2 separate regions of the Mus musculus genome follow, and region 2 is linked to region 1. A link is a contact called in public Hi-C data. All regions are on one chromosome and are shown on one strand. The core of a region is the stretch at or near the end of the contact, and the rest is flanking DNA. Distances in the headings are between cores, read along the strand shown. Region 1 overlaps Fry (FRY microtubule binding protein). Region 2 overlaps Fry (FRY microtubule binding protein).

Region 1 (7,010 bases), core at 3,071-5,570:
CAGAGGACCTTCTCTTTAGGATGAGCCTCTTTGAGGGGCCTAAGCTAGGAATCTACAAATATTCCCCATGCGTTTTTCATATTCTCATCTTCACACCAAACACATGCACACAGGTAACTAACAAGATTACTTCTTTTGTGTTGATTTGTTCCTACTCTGAAAGGTGTATGCAAGTATATTACTTGGCCGGCTCCAGGGCTGGCAGTGTTGCTCAGCAGTACCATGCTTGTCTGGCATTCCTGAGACCCTAGATTTGAGCTCCAGCATGGATACTGATGTTTGTAGATAGATAGTTAGATGATAGTTAGATAGATACATACATACATACATACATACAAACATACATACATACATACATACATACATGCATACATCTCCAGTTAAAGTAAATTGAATTAAATGGATTAAGTGTAAATGTATGTATGCTTTTAACTTCTTTTAGAATGGTTGTTGGCCCACATTACTGATGTTTTCCTGCTAGGTTGTATTTCTGTTTAGAACTAGTAGCAAGCTCCTAATTGTCCTTAGTATTTAGAGGAGGGGATGTTCCCACTACTGGCCCTGGCACTGGGCCCACATAATGCACAGTTATACATTTGGGAAAAATACTCATACAAATAAAATATGTAAATCTTAAAAAAAAGAAAAGAAAAGGAATTGGAATGCCTTTCTGACAGGCAAACAGAAATAGACAATAAAGAGATGTGACCTGAATAATTTCCCACGTTGGGATCAATCCAGAATATTTGAGAAAGTTGCCAGGGTTTAGATACTTCGGATGATAAGAAATACCCTTGAAGAGCCTTCTGTTTCAAGACATTTGAACGCCCGAGACTCATTTACTTTGGGGCACAGTTTAAATGGCAGAGAGGTTACATATGTCCTGAGCATCATATTAGTGGTGTCTACATTTTTCAGCCTTCTGTAATATTCAGTGTTAGCTGGAGCTGCTGAGGAGTGAGGGGCTTTGGTGGGGGGCATTCTGTCCTATCCTCTGTCCAGGTTAACCCTCAGTGGCCTGCCCATCAGCTATGGGCACCTTACCCTTGTTAATATCTCTTAGGAGATATTGATATGGTATCATGAAGATCCATTTTGTAACATTCCAGGCAAGATTTGTATGAATAAATAATAGCCTTAGTTAAATACTTACCTCTGACTAAGACTTTAAAAATGCAGTGTAGAGTTGGAGAGATGGCTCTGTGTTTAAGGGAATTAACTGGCCACACTTTCAGCGGACCTAGGTTCCATTCCCAGCACCTCTTGGTGACTTAACATCTGTAACTGCTGTTACAGGGGATCTGACATCCTCTTCTGGCCTCTATGGGCTCCAGGCACGCAAGTGGTGCATAGACATATATGCAGGCAAAACACTCCTACACAGGAAATAAAAAAATAATTAAAAAATTTTAAACTGCAATGTAAGTTGGTATTTGTCACTTAAGTAGATCAGAGGTAAGTCTGACTTTTAATAAATGTGATAATTTTTCTCTGAATTTATTAGCTTTCTTTCCTGAAGTCTAAAACTTCCTGGGAATGTGGCTGATGTTGTTGGAGCAAGACAGTCCCTAGTTTAACTTCAGTTTTCTCTTCATAGATCCCATTCAGCAGTTTAAATGTATTTATTCTTTTAAAACATATTATTTGTGCTGGAGAGATGAGATGGTTCAGCGATCAAGAACACTAGCTGTTCTTGCAGGGGTCCTGAGTTCAATTCCCAGCAACCATGTGGTAGCTCACGACCATCTGTAATAGGATCCAATAAATTCCTCTGGTGTGTCTGAGGAGAATGACACTGAACTCACATACATAAAATAAACAAATCTTAGAAAGAAAGAAAGAAAGAAAGAAAGAAAGAAAGAAAGGAAGGAAGGAAGAAAGAAAAACATTTACTTTATCCTGGAGTGGTGGCCTATATAAATAAGATAGTGTTTCTCTCTCTTTCTCCCTCCCCTTCCTTTCTCTCTTAGAATTGCTTATTTTTATTCTGTATATATGGGTGTTGGCGTGTGTGTGTGTGTGTGTGTGTGTGTGTGTGTCTATGCCATATGCATGCAGTACTGGAGGAGGCCAGAAGAGGGCACCAGATCACCTGAAACTGGAGTCACAGATGCTTGTGAGCTGCCATGAGGATACTGAGAATTGCACCAGTGTCTGCTGGGAGACTAGCCCATGGCCTTAACCACTGAGCTACCTCTCGAGCCCCATTACTTGGGCTGAAAGGTTGCATCTCTCAGGAAGACCGGAAGAACAATGGGAGTCTCCTTTTCTATAGGAACATCATTTCCTACTTTTCCATACTTGACTGTTCCATAAAGCTTCCCATTGGACCATGAGCTCTTCTTGGGTATTGTAGTGGTTTGAATATGCTTGACCCAGGGAGTGGCTCTATTAGGGGGCATGGCCTTGTTAGAGGGAGTGTGTCACTGTGGGGGTGGGCTTTCAGTCCTTCCTCCTAGTGACAGTCTCTCCTGTTTGTCTTCAGAACAAGATGTAGAACTCTCAGCTCCTCCAGCGCCACGCCTGGCTGGACACTGCCATGCTTCCCGCCATGATAGTATTAGACTGAATCTGTGTTTAAGCCACCCCCAATTAAATGTTGTCCTTTTTAAGAGTTGCCTTGGTCATGGTGTCTCTTCACAGCAATGGAAACACTAAGACGGGTACTACCGCACTGATGTGTCTTGCTGTCTCATAGTGTGAGACATTCATGGCAAACACTATTCAATTCCTCTTTATTAATCATCTACTGTGTACAGACATGCATTATTTCTGGAACATCACGGATGCGGTACACGTGGATTTAGGTATATTCATACAGAAGTCCCTTTGGCTTTTAGAACCCCAGGGAGAGGCGCCCTATGACCCAAAGACAGTGTGGCATGCAGGCCTTGGGGAACATTATTTTGGAGAATGTGTTTGATAGCCTGTTGGTCCTAGCTTTGTATATTTTTACATTCTTCTCTTCAGAGGACATTTGGAAGGAAGCCTGGTGTTTACGGGGCTGGCTTTGTAAGAACATTTTGAAATACTTCTCCTAGCAGGATAGCTAAAGGAGAAGAAATGTACACGTTGGTTTTTTCTTTTAATTTTTAAATTTTTTTGCCTTAGACCATGAAGGAACGCTTGCTTAGATTTTCCTAGGTATAGTAGCCTTCAGATAGGCACTCTTTACACTACAGCAATGGGAAGAGACATGTCGGCTTCCTTTTTTATTGTGCATTTGTGGTTCCTACCCCCTTCTTTTCATTTTTCTTCCTTTGTTTCATTTCATCAGGGTGTTGCTATATAGACCTCACCGACTGGCTTACAACTTACTACATAGACAGTGTTGACCTTGAACTAGTGGCAATTCTCCTGCCTCTGCTTTCTGATTCCTGAAAACATCAAGTTCCACATCCATGTTTCTTATTCTGTGTGGGTGGTGGCATCCTGAGTCCAGTTGGTTCCAAGCTTCTGTGTCCCATCCCTCGTCCCCATCCCCAAAGCTGGTCTTGTCCTCTCAGGTCCCACAGTTCTTTCTCCCAGATCTGGGATCATGGGGTACACACAGCATGCTGCCATGCTTCAGAAAATGTTTGCCCACAGGACAAATTCAAAGGCAGTTAGTTACCTTTTCGTTTTGAGTGGCTCTGCGTCTCTTCGGTGTGTCTTGGGACTTAAAGAGCAGTGTGCACATGTGCACTCATCACCGGGAGACAAAGTAAATTACATATTTCTGTAAGTTAACGTTCATATCCCACCACTCACCTATAATCTTACAATCACGCCCTCTCTCTCTTTCTCGGAGCGCACTAGCACAAGCATTTACAATGTTAGTCACCCATAACTCCAGATGCTAAGCAGGGGAAGTTTATATTCTACCAGCACAACTCTGTAATGAGTCTGATTTGGCTTAATTCCTTTCTACTGTGCTGTCATTTGCTGAGCCGAGGATGGAAGTTTAAGCCAAACCCATACCATTTTGGCGAATGCTTTTCGAGAGGCCGTGAGAGTTTGTTGACGTGTCAATTTAAGGGAGCTGAGATCTTTTTCAGGAAGGCGTCCAGAGCTTCACGAGTGCTTTTTATCAACTTTAATTTGATAAACAACTCGGAAGGCTTCTGTCGTTCTTAATCAATGACAGAGTGTGAAGTAGTTTAGCACAGCTTTGAAAGCCCAGGATTTCTCAGCCACCTCCACAAGAGCCAGTGAGAGTATGGAAATACATGATTAAATCCACATCTGAGAGAGACTTCTTGCCGAAGCATCAGACGCACTAGCCTGACCTCTTAGAGTTTAGTTTCAGACAGGTAAATATGTATTTTGGCAGCCGGTGGAAGGATAGGGTATTAGATTAACTAGCATGTCACTTTAGTAAAATTCCATTTGAACATTGTATTTATGTAGGTGGGGCTTGGTCATCAATAAAATGGTTTGCTGGTTAAGAGATTAATCAATCAAATGATTCTATTTCTGGATAAGTTCTAGTCTTTGAACTCTGTCTGTCTGTCTGTCTTTCTCTCGTGTGTGTGTATGGTTTGTATTTATGATGTGTAGTGTGTGTGTGTGTGTGTGTGTGTGTGTGTGTGAGAGAGAGAGAGAGAGAGAGAGAGAGAGAAATCCCACATGGCTGTTTCTTCTTACTTCCTTATGAAGACAGAGCAAACCTGGCCCTTTTGTCTCCTGCTTTTGAATATGAAGTGGTTTTAATATTCTCACTGAAAAATGGCACTGTGTGCACCTTGCATTTATCAGCTATTCCTGCAACTCTGTGAATGCTAAGCTGCAAGAGGGTTAGTGGTATGGGTGTTGAACTTTACTGATCAAAAGGAGATGGAATCTCAGACCTGCACAGCTTCCTGGCGAGGCCTGCTCTTCTGTAACTGGAATAAGAGAAAAACCCACCCTGCATAGGCCATCAGATTATTTTGTTTATATACATATGTGTGTGTATATGCACGTATTAATATTCCATGTATATATGTACATATGAAATAATATGTGTCAATATAAATACATGCTATGTATATGTCTATAAACAGTGAAGTGACTATTGCCTAACAGTAAATCTGAATGGGTTGTCTCCTCCTTGAGGTGGCAGCAGCCTTGGTTTCTTGGTCTGAAGATGTTTTTCTTCCTTATGACTTGAAATATGGTGAGTAAGAAAATTGCTGGAATTCTAGAGACTTTGAGATATAAACCATGCGGCCCAGCATTTGCTCAGCATTCAGTTTCATAAACCATGGTCAGTATCCAGAAGGCGAGAGGGATGAGTGTATGAGTGTTAAAAGGGTGAAGCACCGTATGCTTTACACCAACAGCAAGTATTCAAAACAATGGAAATGGGGAAAGGGTGTTCTGAGTAAATAGAACCTATGATCCCTGGATTGGAGGCAGCTATGAACCTCTAATAGGAGGCCAACTACGCATGTGTGTGTGTGTGTGTGTGTGTGTGTGTGTGTGTGTGTGTTGTAACAAGTTTACTTCTCAGATTGTATTTTCTGAAGATCAGATTTTTAAAAATAAATCTCCTCTGAGAATGAAGCCTAGAAACTGAATGTCAATATGGTCTTACCCAGAGTACCTTTCTATTTCAGAACCTCTAAAATTAACCTGCTATTTTTTTAATGAGCTTCCTGCATCTTTAACAGCCGCACACTGAGGATATGGGTTTACTGGCCTCATGGTGGGCTCGGTGGCCCCCAGGGCCTTTCTCGCTGTGAACATGCATACGAATGTGCACTCACGACACACATTGGGTCCTTATTTAGTCTTTCTGATTACGGTATACTCATTGCACAGCATTTTCATTTAGGTAGATTATGTACATGGGCATTACCTCCCCCAACCCACCCCCATGCTGGTTAGTGTTTGTCACCCTCACACAATACGAGACCATATTCGAGAAGAAAGACCCCTAGTCAAATAATTGCCTCCGTCGGATTGGCTGGTGGCCATTTTCTTGGTTGCTGATTGATATGCGAGGCCCAGCCCACTGTGGGCGGTGCTAACTTGGCAGTAGGTAGTCTTGGGCTATGTAAGAAAGCAGGTTGAGCAGGTGGTAGAGGAAAGCCCAGTAGGTAGTACTGGTTCCTCCCTGGTCTCTGCTGCAGTTCCTGCCTCCAGGTTCCTGCCCTGGCTTCCCTCGGTGATGGAGTGTAACCTGGAAGCATGAGACGAAATAAACCTTTTCCTCCCCAGGTTGTTTTTGGTCAGTATTACGAGTATGTATATGCATATGCATATGTATATAATGAGAGTCACCCTCATTGCCCTTCCCTGTCCTCTTCCCCTGATCCCCTCCTGTTTCAAAGTAGTCCTTTTTCTACTTTTTGTCATATCATGTCATGCCACATCAGACATATCTGTGATATACATTAACATATGTTAATTCCAGACGGCAGAGATGAGAGGGAGTATGATAACCTGTGTTTCTGTGTCTGGCTTCTTTTTTTTTTTCTTTGAAAAGATGATTACACTTGCAAGGAAATCATGACAAGATGGTGCTGTGGGTCAAACAACAGAGTCATCTTGCCAGACAACCCGAGTTTGATCCCAAGTACCTACAAAAAGAAAAAATAATATTTCGACAGATTGTCCTGGACCTCCATCGGTGGGCCATGTGTGTGTACCTGTGAATGTGAGTGTGCAAAGTCGTTAAAGTGAGAAGCTAGATGTGACGTTCTGATTAACAAATGATCTCAGGCGAAGAGGGAACAGTTCAGGAAGTGTGTGTCCTCTAACAATGGAGGACACAATCAACTATTCTCAGGCGTCCCTCAGACACAGAACAGCAGCCCTCAAACTGGCCCACTGAGCTCACTAATGTCATATTGTCCTGCCAGACAAGGCTTTTGCTATAGGGAGTGACTAAGAGACTGTCATTCCTTGGGCTGGGAGAATAAAAATGTCCCATGGGTCCAAGCGAGACCAGTGAACTACTGACCTTGTTCCTCGATGTCCCTGCCCACATGAGTCTGTGATTGGAATGTGTTTTACATCAAGAGATGACCACCCAGCTAATCCAA
Region 2 (7,010 bases), core at 2,437-4,936, 170 kb after region 1:
TTCCAGATCTTCCGGGCCCTCAAACAACCTCTATCAGCGCATGCCCTGTCTGACCTCCTGTCCAGATTGGTGGAGGTGATCGGAGAGCATGGTGATGAGATTCAGGTACGGAAGTGAGTGACCACTTATGTGCCCCTCCGTGACGTCGTAGCACTCCCCGGAAGTCCATAGAAGGTGCTTTAACCCTCAAAACCACAATTAATTAATTAATTAATTAATATTTTAGCAGTTAGCCTGTAGCCTAGTCAACCAAACAGGTTCCAGGACAGTCAGAGAAACACGGCCAGGAGGGATGGGGGTTGGGGGAGGGGAGCAAGGAGAAGCTAATCCTTATTATTTCCAAAAGTCACCCCCAGGGAACTGTTTCTACAAACTCAGCATAGGTGATCACATTTTGTGACAAAGGCATCCTTTCAGTGTGTGTTGTCTGGTGGCAGGAGTGGTGGGTTTTCTATGGTGGATGGCAAGGGGTTGGTTTGTATTGGATGGGGTTGTTTTGTGACATTTGGGTCTTTGTACCCTCTGCTGAGGACTCAGTTACACAGTGTGTCCAGTCAGGGCAGGGATCCGCGCTGTCGTACCTAAACCAAGCTCTGCCCTTCCCTGTCCGGATTATCTCTAAGTTGATCTGGAGACAGGACAGGGACAGAGAGTCATGCTAAAGACCCCGTAGGTGGAGCTCAGAGCCTTGGGGGCTGAGCAGGTTAGACCCAAGGGTACTGCGTGGCTGATAGCTAAGGCCAGCCCTCTGCACACCTGGCTCTCTCCCTTCCGGCCATCAGAAGTTCCAGTCAGTTACACAGGGACACCGATCCCCTGACCTCACCTTGTTTCCTAATCTCTAGCTTCCACACATTGTCCCTCAGTGGCTCTCCCTTCCCTTCAGCAGGGTGCCACTCACCCTGTGCCTGCTCACACACACACCCCACCCCTGCCCTGCTGTGTTTTTAATCCCCTTGAGGTTGCCCAACTTGGGGAAATTAATCCTTATGGTTACTAACTACCTCCTATGCAGTGTAATTCCCCAAGCAAGATTTATAATCCGATCTGAGACTTTGTAAACGAATGCCGCCATGACTATCTGACTTTCAGAAATCGAGAGTTTGCCTGAGGTTAGTTCATCCTCAGGAAGTTAGCAGCTCCGAATGCTGTCTCTGTGTGCTCCACAGGGATATGTGATGGAAGCGCTCCTGACCCTGGAGGCCGCTGTGGATAACTTGTCGGACTGCTTGAAGAACAGTGACCTCTTCACAGTGTTATCTCGGTGAGAATCAGATGACTGGTGTGTGCATATCAGATGTGCATATCAGATATACTGTACTGAGTGTTGGAGAAAGAACAGGTGTAGGTTTTAAAATCTACTTAGGGCCTAAAAAGTGTACTTGATATTTTCTTTTATTAAGAAAAAAATTTTTAGATTAAAATTTTTTAATTAAATTTTTTAATTCAAATTTTAGATTTAAATTTTTTTAGATTTTTAATGTATGAATGTGCATCACCCAAGTGACTGGGAGTTACAGGTTGGTGTGAGCCATGAAGGCAGCTCAGGGAATTGAACCCAGGGCCTCAGCAAGAGCAGTAGTACTCTTAACCCCTGAGCCACCCTTTGTTATTTTCTTAAATTTAAACAAGTAAAGGGGTTGTTATCACAGATACACACATATACTCATTATATGTGTATCTTAAAACATGGTCCCAACACCTAAATGGTAGCTCATAACCATATTTAATTCCAATCCCAGGACATCTATCTGATGCACACATCTAGTTTTTGAAGGCACCAGGAACACATGCAATACACATTCATACATGCAAGCAAAACTCATACATATAAAAATAAAAAATAATTTTAAAAAGAAATTTTCTTTCTCTGCCCTAGCCTGAAACTCACTATGTAGAACAGGCTGACTCAGAGATCTCCATGCCTCTACCTCCTGGGAGGGGTGTGGGGGTGAGTGGTAAAGGCATGAGCTACTACACCTGCCTATTTTATTTTATTGTTTATTTTTTGCTTTGTTTGTTTGTTTGTTTGTTTGTTTGTTTTTTCAAGACATGGTTTCTCTCTGTAGCCCTGGCTGTCCTGGAACTCACTCTGTAGACCAGGCTGCCCTCGAACTCACAGAGATCCACCTGCCTCTGCTTCCCAAGCTCTGGGATTAAAGGTGTGCCCCACCACTGCCAGCATATTTTATTATCTTTAAATTGAACAATTTTTATACATTTAGTGTGATCACTAATACTATATGAACCCGTATCTCTAAATCTGTAAAAGTTTAATAGGTAAAGCTAGGTCTATTGCCTGATACCTCTAATCCTAGCACTGAGGCTGAGGCCAGCCTGGGCTGCACAGAGAGGTTGGGGAAGGAGGGAGGGAGGGAGGGAGGGAGGGAGGGAGGGAGGGAGGGAGGGAGGGAGGGAGGGAGGGAGGGGGAGAGGAGGAGGTAGGGAGGGAGCCAAACAAACTGCTGATAAAGAGTTTGATGTTTTCAGTATGAGTGCAGTTAAAAGAAAGATCTCTGGAAGCTCAGGCCAGTCTGATCAGTATAATAAATTCTGAGTTGTCAAGGATTGCATAGTGAGACCCTGCCTCAGATGTGGGGGGGGGGGGGGGGGGGGCAGGAAAATCAAATTTTCTAAGTGTAAAAATATTTCCTTTGCAGTGTGTACTTACCTTCTTCCTTCTTGACAACATTCTGTTCTAAGTTAAGAGGAGAAAAATTTTGTGTTTGCTTGGTTGCTGGTCTGTCTTATTTTATAATTCTTCCCATCCAAATTCAAACAGAATGCATATGAAAGCTCGCTACATCTCTGGAGTTTTAAGATTTTCCATTATTGAAAGTTTGTATTGGGTGTCTGTTTTTGGAGATTGTTCTTGCTAAGGTTTATTTCCCATAGCCTTAACTTAAAAGCCATTTAAGTAGAAAGTAGATGCCCCGCCCCCGCCCCATCCAAGTACTAACCAGGTCTGGCCCTGCTTAGCCCCAATTAGGGTGGTGGTCTCTAGGGATTCTCCCCCATAGCTGCTTCTCAGAGCACAAGAGCGCCAGCTCTTCAGTGGTACCCACTGGCATTCCGCTGATTTCACTTCTGTTTGTACCTAGTTCTTCATCGCCAGACCTAAGCTCCAGCAGTAAACTGACAGCGAGCAGGAAAAGCACCGGACAGCTGAACGTCAATCCCGGGACTCCTGGCAGCGGCGGAGGCGGCGGCGGCAGCGGCAACACCACGACTGCAGAGCGAAGCCGGCACCAGAGAAGCTTCTCTGTGCCCAAGAAGTTCGGTGTCGTTGACCGATCCTCAGACCCGCCTCGGAGCGCCACCCTGGACAGAATTCAAGCTTGTACCCAACAAGGCCTTTCCTCAAAAACCAGAAGCAATTCCTCCCTGAAGGAGAGCCTCACGGACCCGTCCCACGTAAGCCACCCCACCAACCTGCTGGCCACCATTTTCTGGGTCACGGTGGCCCTGATGGAGTCTGATTTTGAGTTTGAATACCTGATGGCCTTACGGCTCTTGAACCGACTGCTGGCACATATGCCGCTGGAGAAAGCTGAGAACCGAGAAAAGCTGGAGAAACTCCAGGCGCAGCTCAAGTGGGCGGACTTCCCAGGGCTACAGCAGCTGCTCCTGAAGGGATTCACCTCTCTCACCACCACAGACCTGACCCTGCAGCTTTTCAGCTTGCTGACATCAGTGTCCAAAGTCCCCATGGTGGACTCGTCCCAAGCTATTGGTAAGGCCAGCGCCACACTGCCTGTAGACCTGTTGGTGGCTGCATTCAGCTTTAGAGAAACAAGCTAATACCATATGTCTATGTCTACAGTATTAAATACTGGCAATCGAGTAACAGGAACAGCAATTTTGTGTGTGTGTGTGTGTGTGTGTGTGTGTGTGTGTGTGTGTGTGTGTGTGTGTGTATGCGTGTGTGCTCTCGCATGTGTATTCATATATGTGTGTTCATGATTTCGGGTCAAACTGCAAACATTGTCAACTGAGTTCCTTGCTCTTGTAAATTTCTTTCCTAATTCCCAAATCTTGTTTTTCTCTTCCCTTCTCTGTCCTCTTGAAAAGATTGCATTGGCTTTTTATTGTTCTGAATTAAGCAAAATCAACACACCAGCTTTTTAATACCATGGCAAGTGACTAAGAATGCATTTCACTAATTAGGTTTTAACAGCCATGCTGAGCAATAATTTTTTGAAAGGTCTTTGCTGTTGCATGACTAAGGCTTAAATATATTTTTGGCTTTTTTTTTTTTTTTTGGTTTTTGGTTGTTTTTTTGTTTTGTTTTGTTTTGAGACAGGGTTTCTCTGTGTAGCCCTGGCTGTCCTGGAACTCACTTTGTAGACCAGGCTGGCCTCGAACTCAGAAATCCGCCTGCCTCTGCCTCCCAAGTGCTGGGATTAAAGGCGTGCGCCACCACGCCCGGCTATTTGTGTTTGTTTTTTAAGATAGGGTCACTACATAGCTGTGGTTGTCCCAGAACTCACTATGTAGACCAGGCTGGTCTTGAACTCACAGAGATCTGCCTGCCCTTGCCTCCCAAGTTGCTAGAATTAAAGGAGTATGCTACCACATCCAGCTTACATTTTTATTTTTACAGAATCTTAAACGGATGCTTCAGCTCAGGTCAGTCTATGTCAGTAAGATCTGTGTGAGTTCTCCTTGCACACAAACAGGTGACGATCCTATGTTGAAATCTCAAGTGTACTCCAGTGTCTCCTGTAGTCCGTGTCTTTTGGTTGTGTTTTTCATAGATTTCTTTATCAGATCATCTTTACCCTCCTCCACAAAACTGATGGTTTAGCTGACAGAGCTTGCTTAGCTTATACAAAGCCTTAGATTCAATTTTTAGTACCACATACAACCAAGTATGGAGGTACACACCTATAAACCCAGCATTCTAGAAGTGGAGGCAGGCAGGTCAGAACTTCAAGGTCACCCTTAATGATGATTCTGGCCTGTGTGAAACCCTGCCTCAAACAACTCTAACAACCACAAGACCAATTTCACATAGCCTTCGAACAAAATAAAATCAGTATATTCCTTCCCACTGTTAACCAGTCACAGCATAATACTCAGCTATTGCCACTGTGTCTTCTCTCATCCAGGATTTCCGCTGAATGTCTTGTGTCTCCTGCCTCAACTGATCCAGCATTTTGAAAATCCCAATCAGTTCTGTAAGGATATAGCTGAAAGGATCGCTCAGGTATGCCTTAGGACCGTCAGAGAGTCTCCGCGCCAGGTGGAAGTGGCTGGTTTGAAGGAGGCAGTAGTTGTCTCAAAACTTGATATCACTCATAATGGGCATCTCTCGGTAGGCTGTTACAAATTGGCTTTTTAAATTTTGTTTGCATTATTAAGAAAAGCAAGTGGGAGCCGAATGGTGGTACAGTGCACACCGTTGATCCCAGCATTCGGGAGGCAGAGACAGGTGCATCTCTAAGTTCAGGGCCAGTCTGGTCTATAGAGTGAGTTCCAGGGCTACACAAAGAAGACCTATCTCAAAAGAAGAAGGAAGGAAGGAAGGAAGGAAGGAAGGAAGGAAGGAAGGAAGGAAGGAAGGAAGGAAGGAAGGAAGGAAGTGGGGAGGCAGGGAGAGGCAGATGGTAGCTGTTGAGAAGGCTCAGCAGGTAAAGGTGCTTGCTGCCAAGCTTGCCGACCAGAATCCATCCTGGAATCCACATCTAGGCAAAGTTAATGAACACGAAGCAAGTGGAAAGATTTGTGAGGGAAAGTGTGTACTAGTGAATGACTCGATGAAGCATCTCCGTCGCTACCCAAAAGCATATGGGCTCTTCTCCAGACGATCAGGACTTAGAATGTTTGCTAACGTCCCTTCCCGTCCATTGGAAACGCTCTAAATTGGTCTGCTTCTCTTCAAAGGTTTGCTTGGAAGAAAAAAACCCTAAACTTTCCAACCTGGCTCACGTCATGACCCTTTACAAAACACACAGCTACACAAGGGACTGCGCCACATGGGTCAACGTGGTCTGTCGCTACCTTCATGAAGCCTATGCCGACATCACCTTGAACATGGTCACCTACCTGGCAGAGGTAATTGTTGACGCTAAGGATAACATCAGTTTAACATCCATGGTTCACATGAGTATAGAGCTTTGACAGTAAGTGTCGTGCCTTGTGCTGGGAGACCAAGGTCTCCAAATGCTAATGGATTCATTTTAAATCCTCACAACACATCAGTGAGTGGGGTATTCTGTGAAGAAGCTGAGGCTGGGCTCTGTTAACTCATGAGCTGTAAGTTCAAGATAACTGACCCTAGATCCATCGGCCTCCCTTCCCATCAGCATGGCTGGGATAAACTTGATCCTAGCCTGGCATGAGAGCACACATCTGTAATCCCAGAGGTAAGAGGTGGGAGTGGGGAATGGCAGTCAGATCTCATCAAGAACTTAGTATGTCGCTAGGCATGTTAGTAATTGATTGTTCTAAACTAATTAACAAATTATAATCTAGACAGAAAATATCATTGCCTCTTGTCTGTACAACTAGAAGCATGTGTGTTTCTAGCACAATCCTTACAAACTCTTACTCTGAGCTTCTGTACCATGGATGTGAGATGTCTGTAGCATTTTACAAGGCAGACGATCTCATGTATAGCACCTCCAAGTGACCAGCATTTTAAACACCCCTCCTACACAGCACTCTTGCTTCCAATAATCCCCTGGTCATACCTTTTCCTGCAAGCAAACTCACCCTTCTCTCAGCACCCAGACAGTATGAGGAAAACCACCACATATACCCTGCTACCAAAGCAGGGGACATACAGCACCCATCCTGAGGGGGTAATGAGTAAGATGACCATGTAGGAGATTTTGTCTAGAACGTTTACCATAAACATTTTAAAAGTACAAATTGGATGCGGTGTGTACATATAGTAGAATAATATTCTGTCTTCAAAAGGAAAAAGTTATGAAGCCAGAGAGATGGCTCAGTGGTTAAGAGCACTGACTGCTCTTGCAGAGGACCTGGGTTCAAATCCCAGAGTC

Evidence for each region. A called contact is a pair of places that touch in the nucleus more often than the background predicts.
Region 2: a contact with region 1 is called in a Hi-C map of liver, with 1.6 times the contacts expected there. The contact joins two enhancer-like sites. A contact is called at or near these places in 2 of 15 datasets of contacts at CTCF or cohesin (embryonic stem cells and large pre-B cells), 10 of 484 Hi-C or Micro-C datasets (the C10 cell line, LSK cells, embryonic stem cells and 5 more), 3 of 115 datasets of contacts at active chromatin or transcription factors (embryonic stem cells, forebrain and stem cell-derived neural progenitor cells) and 3 of 9 other capture datasets (adipose tissue, liver and pancreatic islet).

Annotation. Positions count from the first base shown.
Region 1 is chr5:150,266,366-150,273,375 of GRCm38.p6, forward strand. The region is part of intron 1 of Fry (FRY microtubule binding protein); the gene reads left to right. Among named protein-coding and RNA genes, the nearest start is that of Fry, 9.9 kb to the left of the region's middle. Within about 2 kb of position 4,321, at least 12 of the 459 cell types and tissues checked have an H3K27ac peak or open chromatin away from gene starts, as enhancers often do. A contact at or near this core is called in liver, where this site is marked.
Region 2 is chr5:150,433,600-150,440,609 of GRCm38.p6, forward strand. Fry (FRY microtubule binding protein) reads left to right here. Exons shown (of 61, transcript NM_172887.2): 42 at 1-105; 43 at 1,170-1,264; 44 at 3,102-3,733; 45 at 5,112-5,209; 46 at 5,887-6,057. Among named protein-coding and RNA genes, the nearest start is that of Gm36299, 30 kb to the left of the region's middle. Within about 2 kb of position 3,687, at least 22 of the 459 cell types and tissues checked have an H3K27ac peak or open chromatin away from gene starts, as enhancers often do. A contact at or near this core is called in liver, where this site is marked.